2 separate regions of the Mus musculus genome follow, and region 1 is linked to region 2. A link is a contact called in public targeted proximity ligation data. All regions are on one chromosome and are shown on one strand. The core of a region is the stretch at or near the end of the contact, and the rest is flanking DNA. Distances in the headings are between cores, read along the strand shown. Region 1 overlaps Glis3 (GLIS family zinc finger 3). Region 2 overlaps Glis3 (GLIS family zinc finger 3).

Region 1 (4,188 bases), core at 1,125-3,624, 270 kb after region 2:
AGGGTCTGGAGAGACAGCTTCACTGGTAAAGCAACTTGCTTTGCAAGCATTAAGAACAGAGTTGATGCCCAGCAGTCACACAAAAGCCTGCAGAGTGGTACATACTGTAACTTCATTGCTGGAGCTCAGGAGGCAGGAGGATTCCTGGGGTTTGCTAGTCAAACTAGTCTAGTCAAATCCGTGAATTCCAGGCTCAATGTAAGACTCAAAAATATAAGGCAGAAAGCTATTAAGGATGGATATTGAGCTCTGACCTTCATAGGCACATGTGCACACAGCCTCGTGAACACATACCCCTCCCCCAATAAAAGCTCACCAGCTAGAGAGATGACTCAGCAGTTAAAAGCACTAGTTCCTCTCCCAGCAGACCCTGTTTCAATTCCCAGCACCCACAAGGCAGCTCACGATTGTGTGTAACTGTATACTCCAGTCCAGGATATCCAGTGCTGTCTTCTGGCCTCCATGGGCAGTGCATGCAAGTACTGCCCAACATTCATGAGGGTACACACACACACACACACACACACACACACAGCATATAAAAGCAATGTTGTGGATACAGCCGAGCTAATACATTTTTATGCCATTAGATTATGGGGGGAGAATACTTATTTAAAAAGGAGTGTTAGTTAGTTATCTGAATTTGAATACCAAAGCTGGAAACCAAGGTGAGTAAGAAGGGGATGCTAAGTGGCCTTCTTACGTCATTAATAATGTATGACTTCTCAGAAAAGAACAAATAATGCAGTTGAAGACATTTAAGACTTTATGTCCTTCAGTAAATAACAAGAAAATAAGATGCTTCCATCTCTCAGAAGATCGTGTACATAGAGTTCTGAATTTGATACATGCAGTACCTCTTTGTCTCCCTGCGGCAGGTGAGGCAGTTGATAAGCAGGACATTTCCTTCTTAAATGTTCCATAATAAGACAAAAATAGCTACAGGGAAACACCTCACTTTGATTTTTCTTGTAACAGGAAAGGATGGAGGATACTGAAAGAAATTCACACTTTGTAATCAATTATTACCTTATGGTGGCTGAGTTAGAATAGCTCCCACTGGTGGGCAGGACGATGGGAGGGTACTACCAGGCAGCATTTAACTACTCAACGGTCCTTCAACCGTCCACATTAACCTCTGCAGGACCTTGCGAACTGTAAGTTCTCAAGCTGGGGTCTCTGTGCTTCCAAACTAAATCACCTACGTGTATGAAATTTTACCATTTACAGATATGTGTGTTTCAGAAAAAAATCTAAGAAATCCAATTATGTTTTAAGGCTAAAGGGCTAATGAGGAAATCTGTTGCTTTGGCCAACTTTCACAAGGATCTCCCCTCACTTCTTCACTGGTATGACAGCAGCCAAACTTGCTTTGGAAATACTCCTCTTGGAAAATACTAAGAACAAAACTAAAAAAAAGGAAAGCACTTCTTCCTTGATATCTACCTTCAATAAAGTATAACTGACAGTTTGAAGTACAGAAGGTGGAATCTGCTGGGTGCGGTGACATATCCTTGCAATTCCAGTGGCTGAAAAGGACCCGAGCACCACTAGTTTGAGCCTAGCTAATTCCCGGGCAGCCTAGGTTACGCAGTAAAATCCTATCTTCAAAGTACACACATACACAAAGATGAGCATTAGAATATCTAAGTTTTATGGTACATAAAGTGCAGCCTGTAGTAGTCAAATACAGGGGTGTGTGTGTTTAGTGAAATAATCATTATGAAGTAGTTTACACATCCCTCGTATCACATGGTTACCTATGTCTGTGTGCTACAAATTTAATCTAGCCTCGTGATAAATGCCAAGTATACACTGTATCACCATACTGCCAACAGCAAATGGTGGATCTAAATTTAATCAGCTTGCAAGAAATGAAACTTTCTAGTGTTTTGTATTTCCTTGTCCCACCCCAATCCCTTCTTGAGTCTCACTACTCCACATTCCACATATCGGAAGGTCCTCTGGGACCTTTCTTTCATTGAGAGCCCATCATTTCCTTCCTTCTGCTATCAAGCACACCGAACAATCTATGCTGGAATTGTTAAAATATCCAAGAGGTTTTGCTCTGTGTTCAGAATTCTAGTATCTAGTGATGAGAAAGCAAAAGAAATGGCCAACGACTTCCCCTTTCCATTTAAACAGAGAGATCACTTCTGTTTCATAAAATTTTCCCACCATCTTATTTTATTAAACAAACAAACAAACAACAACAAAAAACCAATTGTGTCAAGAGGATTTAAGGGAAGGAGGAAGGGAGGGAGGGAGGGAGAACTGGGATGATTTCTGTAGGGCCTGGGAAGTAAAGGCACAGGGAAGATTGGGAAATCTGGCCTGAGTGGTGTTCTGTCACCTGACACCAGCAGTCAGAGGAATGTTAGTAACACCTCCATCCAGAGGAGAGAAGAATGGAGTTTGAAAGAAGTAGGAAAAGAAGACGTATAATTCAGCCTGACAGACTTGTTTTTTGACACGTAGCCTTGAAAAGAACAATTTTACCTCAGAAACTTGGCAAATGTGAGCTGATTTTTTTTTTTTGATAAGTTGAAACATGCATGCTCCTACACACATGGAGAAAGAGAGGGAGGCAGAGAGAGGCCAGGTATCCAAGACGGGGGGGGGGGGGGCTGTCAGGTTTCTTGTCTCTGTGTCATTTCTGTTTAGTTGGTCAGATGAAAATTCAAAACCATATAATTAGACGGTTGTTTATACATGATTAAGCATGAGCTCATTGCTCTCCGCATGCCAAAAAGTCAGAGAGTTGTTGAGGGCAAGAAGGAACTATTAATAAAAGGAAATAAAGCTGTAATACATTTTTCACTTATGAATAAAAATAATTCAAAGGTCTCTGGGTTAAAAAAAAAAAAAAGACTGGAAATACCAACCATAGCTAGGGGCAAGAAACTAGATGATTTTATAGAGACTAGAATTTGAGAATTTGGGAGATATAAAAGCCTAAGCCACTGATAAGTAAAAGCTTTTCCTCCAGTTTTTAATCTCATTCTTTTTTCACTTCTTGTAAATATAAATCACAGTGAGAACACAAAACACTTACCTGTATTATATTTCTTTAGAATTATGGGAAATACGCGAGCAAGAACACAGAGTTCATTTACAAGCATGATTTATTCTTTATAACTGTCTCTACCAGGAATCCTCTCTGGAGAAACCAAGAGCTGGCAGTAACTGTGGAAAAGGACCGCTCTTTTATTTTTGTCCCCCGACCCCCTTTCCACAGCAGCAGAGTTTTTGTCCCCAGACCAAGTGAGCCCATCGAAAGCAAAGTTTATCTGCGTAAAACCTCCACATAGCTCAGGCAGAATTTCCCAGGCCTCCTAGAGAATCTGTGATGCGAAACAGTCCATCAACTACTTGTTGACCACACCTCCCGATACAGAGCCGGACAGTGGCCAAACCTTTCAGATGACAGAAAGACCTCATCCAAGCCAGTTTGCTACTTAACTCTCCCTTAGAGCCACTGCTGCCGCTTTCCCAAGTGGGAAAACTCACCAACCAGGAAGGCTAGCCTGGCAAACGAGAACATAATCTTAGAGGTGATTCAGTTCTTTTGCCTGCCTGTGCCATGACTAAGTACTTGTACACACTGCTATGATAGATCAGAGAGACAATATACAGCCACGAGACAATCTAAAGTGAAAAAGAAAGCAAGCCCAGGGGAGCTCTAACATCTCAGCTCTTTAAGAACTGGGCTTAAGTGAACCTAATAGCATCCAAAGAGCCCAAGTGCCTAAGCAACATCAACACTGCCTTTTACAGCCTGACTCCCAGCAGAACCAAGTTCTCAAGTCACATCAGTTTCTAGCCAGCCAGCCAGCCAGCCAGAGACCTCCAAATTCTATCTCTCTCAATTTCTAACCTTTCCTCCCCTCCTCCCTTCTCCTCTTTCTCCCTCTTCCCCCGTCTCCTCTCTCACTGGAGCATTAGGCAGCTCTGGTCTGATTCCAGAGGGATCTTCAATCACCTGCTGTACTCATCTGAATCGGAACCGAATACGCCTGCACCTAAATGACACCCTACAAAACAGAAGCCTTAAGTGAGAGCCCTTCTGAGACGGAGATGACCAGAGCACCTGCCTGAAGGTAAACAAATGAGTGCTTAAGCAATGTAGCAATGCTGCTTCCCAGGCCCCGGGATTACCAGGGTCTTGTATCACAAGGCTACTTTGTA
Region 2 (4,127 bases), core at 643-3,142:
ACCCTGACTTTTCAATGTCTTTCCTTGCTACAGATGAGCACTATCATTTTCTTGCCCCCTTCCTGCTGCTTTGAACCTCTTGATCAAGTTTAATACAATACTGTTGGAGAATACTATCTAGAGACTGTTTTCACACTCAGAATGAACACTGTCTTGGGACACCATCCATTAATTCCAAGTGATAACCTATAAGGTGCCAGTGAGGGGAGGGAGATGACACACTTCTGGAATCATCTGGAGTCAACGTACAGCATCGTTTCTGCTAACATAGAATTCTGACAACAGGAGACAAAAACATTGGGCGATTGGAGTCTTTATGGCTTGGCATTGCAGTTTTCTGTGGAAGTTCACTAGGATTTCTGCTTGAACTGGCAAAAGGAGTTTGATTAGTGAAAAGAGACAGAGGCAGACTCAGTCCTCAAGTATGGTCCTTGCTGAACACAAGCCTGGCCCAGAACGTAAGCCACTGTGGTCGCTCTTTTCCTCATGTTCTTTCCTTTCTGTATGAATATGCATAGTCATTCTGAGACATGAAGAAATGTGTCGAGTTCCCTAAAAGATATGATGACGGGTCAGACAACTCTGGCCTCAGAAGCAAGACTGTACTAGTAAAGATGATATGTTTTACTCAAATGAGCTACAAGATGGAGAGAATGAAAGAAAGTTCTAGCAAAGAAATAAAACCAAGATGGGATATATAGATGGGACACATGAAGTTTGGGGGAGACCAGGGAGGTGTCACACAGGGGAACCAGGGAAGGCTTTGGCTTGGCTCATGGGAAGGAGCCAGCCAACATGGACAGTGATGTTCCCGGGGCTTCCTTCTGCACAGTCTCCTGATCACTCAGGAGCAGGGTGCTATTGCTAGAGACTTCTCTTGAAGTGTCACAACACTGGGAACACCAATGATTTCCTTGGGCTGGCAACTATAGGTCAGGTCATCTGAGGAAAATACTAAAGCATTTCATGCTGTCTACATCATAAGTTTGATTTAAAACAGAACATCTGAGACCCACATCTGGTCCTTAGGCCACCTGGCTAAAGGCAACAGCAAAACACTGCCTTTCTAAACTCCAAGGACCACCAGCTCCTGCTTACCGTGGACATGGATACCATTTGGCTGAAAAGAAGAGTTGGTTTCTGGCTGGTAGGGCTTCAGGAGTGAGCCTGGTGGCTGCTGGGAGTGGGGAGCCTGTGCTCTCTGGAGCAGTGACGGAGGAGCTGGAACTCTTCCCGGGCTGATGTGGTGAGGAGATGGAGTCGGAGGTGCAAACCTGGGAAAACGATGACAACAGGCAGCATGACCAACTCTTCAAAGCCTTCTAAGTCCCCGTTCTGGCCCTATACAACTATGACACTATGCTCTTTCAAAACCCTTCATAACCCTCCCCTCTCCTGTCCAACCACTGAGTGCTTCTCTGACACATGGGGGGTGGGGTGAGGAGGGGAAAGACACCAACAAAGCAAACCTTAGTCACAGTTTGGGTTTGTCAAGCTTCTTAAACTGCATTTCAAATCCTCTGGGTTTTATGAAATTCAAAGCACATCTTTTGCCAGGCCCTTTTCCTGCTAATTTTAAAACCCGTTCACATTTTAGGGGAAATTCGATTCATATGTTTCTGACTCATTTACACTTAGCTCATAAACATTTTGTTTTGTAAGGCACATCTGAGGTCCAAGAAGTGTTACGGGTCCTTTATTATGACCCCCCTCTAACCAGAGTCTCCTTAAACAATACATTCTGTCTTGCCAAGAGTAAAATAACTCAAACCCCAAAGGTCAAATGTGCCTTGAAACACAGAACCTGAGAGGTCGGCTTGGGTTCTGTGCTGGGCAAAGAGCATTCCTGATGGCGTAGAGGGAATGCACTGTGGCATTTTTGTAGTAATGTGTAACAATCCCAAGATTGTTGGGTCTTTGGTTTTTTTTGTTGAACACAACGCCTTGCATACACTAGGCAAGCACTCCACTATTGAGTGCTATCCCCAGCCGCAACCTCAGAGTACTGGTTTTTGAAAGGAGATATACTGGTATTTAAACAAAGAGAAATCACCAAGGAACCCTGGGCAACTGTATATTCATTTTCTTGTTGTGAGGGAAGACTAGCAGGTTCTGAGTCATGAGATTTAGAATGGCATTTACTGTCTAACACTGGTGAAGGACAGTAGACTTGAGAGAACAAACAGCCTTGCAGGTGGGGATGTCCATACAGAAACAAACAGGATGTTTAATTTGTTGGTTCAGCGTGGGACAGTGATACCCACGGTAGAGAAAGAAGGGAGGGTCTTTCAATACCTTGAGAATAAACAGCAAAGTAATTCTGCATAAAAGCATACTAGCAATGAAGTATGCAACCTCTCTGAAGTTCATCAACATGAACACATTTAGTTAGTTCCTGTTTATCCCGTGCAGAAGGAAAGCTTCATTTTGTACTAGGTTATCAACGGTGGCATAACTTATTTTATAGGGACAACTGACTCCACAAGGCTGGTCTCTCGTGTAAGGACACAGCTGAGAAAAGGGGAAGGTGCATTGGACACATTTACAAAGTTAATTCTAAAGGCCCTGAAGCAATGTATCTTATAAAGAAGAGCTTCAACATTTATGTTAAGGGAGTACGAGAGGATGGGAGAAAATGCCATGTTCACTTTGCATTTCACTTGTGAAGTATAAGGAGCTGCACGGGAACTAAGAGGAAGATGGGGACTCAAAGCCAACAGGTCAGAGTATCTCAGCAAACCTGATGTGATTGGATGCTATCGACTGGCCACTTAGATTTTTATTCTATGGAACTTCGGAGGGCAGCAGCTGCGTGTCCTGTGCTGGTTAAATACGCACTTTTCTAAGCACATCCTCTGAACTGGGATTATCCTGAAAGGCGATGCTGAGTGGCCCACAGAGAAAGCACAGCAAACAAATCCTGGCACTTCCCTGAGAACATCTAGTAAAACACATGAGCCAGGATTCCCCATATGGAGGCGATTTTCTGGGGGACATGTCCTTATTGTGTCTCCACAGTAGCTCTGAGCTTGTGGGAGAGGAATGAGAAATTGTGAAGTCATCGAGTTGGGAGAGATGGGAGTCCACACTGGCACCCAACCCTAGAAGGCTCTGTCCTTATGGTCCTCCAGGTTGGAGGGAGAAGGGATTTGAACAGCAAGGTGACCTACATCATTATCCCACAATCACACTGATATTTTGGGAGACAAAGTAATTAAGACCCTCTGGCTCTCTTGTTTCACTTCAAGAAGACACAACGAGCTAGTAGGTCCTCTGGTCTTTCCTTCTGGTACTTCTACTATCTTCAACAAAATGATGGGGGCAGGGCAGGGCAGACAAGTTGGGACTATCTAGGGACCCCAGTACAATCTGAGGACATAACATACCCCAAACCACATGATACACCTGACTCACACGAGACGGATTAGTTAAGGAGTGGAAATGGTGACAGATGAAGAATACAAAGAGAGTCCAAGGTTCTTTCGTCAGAGTGAAGCTCTACTGCTTTTATCACTTGCACCGGTGTGGTCAACACTAATTAGATCACTAACTAGGAAATGGAGACTACACAGATCCAAGAGTATAACTTACTAAAATATTTTGTCATCTATAGCATAAATTATATTACTCAAGATATAGATTCTGTATGTGCTCATTCCAAATTATTCTTACCTATTCATTTTCTTGGCTATTATGGATTATTCAATACATTGATAACAGAGGGGAAAATATGGGAGGCATATACTAAGGTTTTAGTATTATCTCACCACCCAGAACAGTAAAATATTATACCTTCCACTTAACTTACACGTGCTCATTGCTAAAAGTCAGAGGTGGCCTCTGGGTCTTCACATGAATGAGATTACACAGCATGGAGGTGACGCATTTGAAGACAAAGATCTCATCTCCCATAAAAATTTAAATACAAATTCTTCTCAGTGAAATAAACCTTCACAAAGTAGTCTTTGATTTAAAAGGAATCCCTACAGAAGTTTTAACTTTTGCATCTACAGAGAAAGTGCTCTGGATGAGAAGTGATCATATTTGTCAGATAACTGCCAGGAATATGGAAACAAGTAAGAATCAATAGCTTAAAATCCCAGCACAAGAAGTCTCTTTATAAATAG

What was found.
Region 1: a targeted proximity ligation map of the NIH/3T3 cell line shows a contact between it and region 2, with 5 read pairs. A contact is called at or near these places in 3 of 484 Hi-C or Micro-C datasets (adipose-derived mesenchymal stem cells, forebrain and ventricular fibroblasts) and 2 of 130 datasets of targeted methods (the NIH/3T3 cell line and pancreatic cancer cells).

Annotation. Positions count from the first base shown.
Region 1 is chr19:28,555,412-28,559,599 of GRCm38.p6, forward strand. The region is part of intron 2 of Glis3 (GLIS family zinc finger 3); the gene reads right to left. Among named protein-coding and RNA genes, the nearest start is that of D930032P07Rik, 120 kb to the right of the region's middle.
Region 2 is chr19:28,282,554-28,286,680 of GRCm38.p6, forward strand. It overlaps Glis3 (GLIS family zinc finger 3), which reads right to left. Exons shown (of 11, transcript NM_175459.6): 9 at 1,099-1,274. Among named protein-coding and RNA genes, the nearest start is that of Gm35866, 80 kb to the right of the region's middle.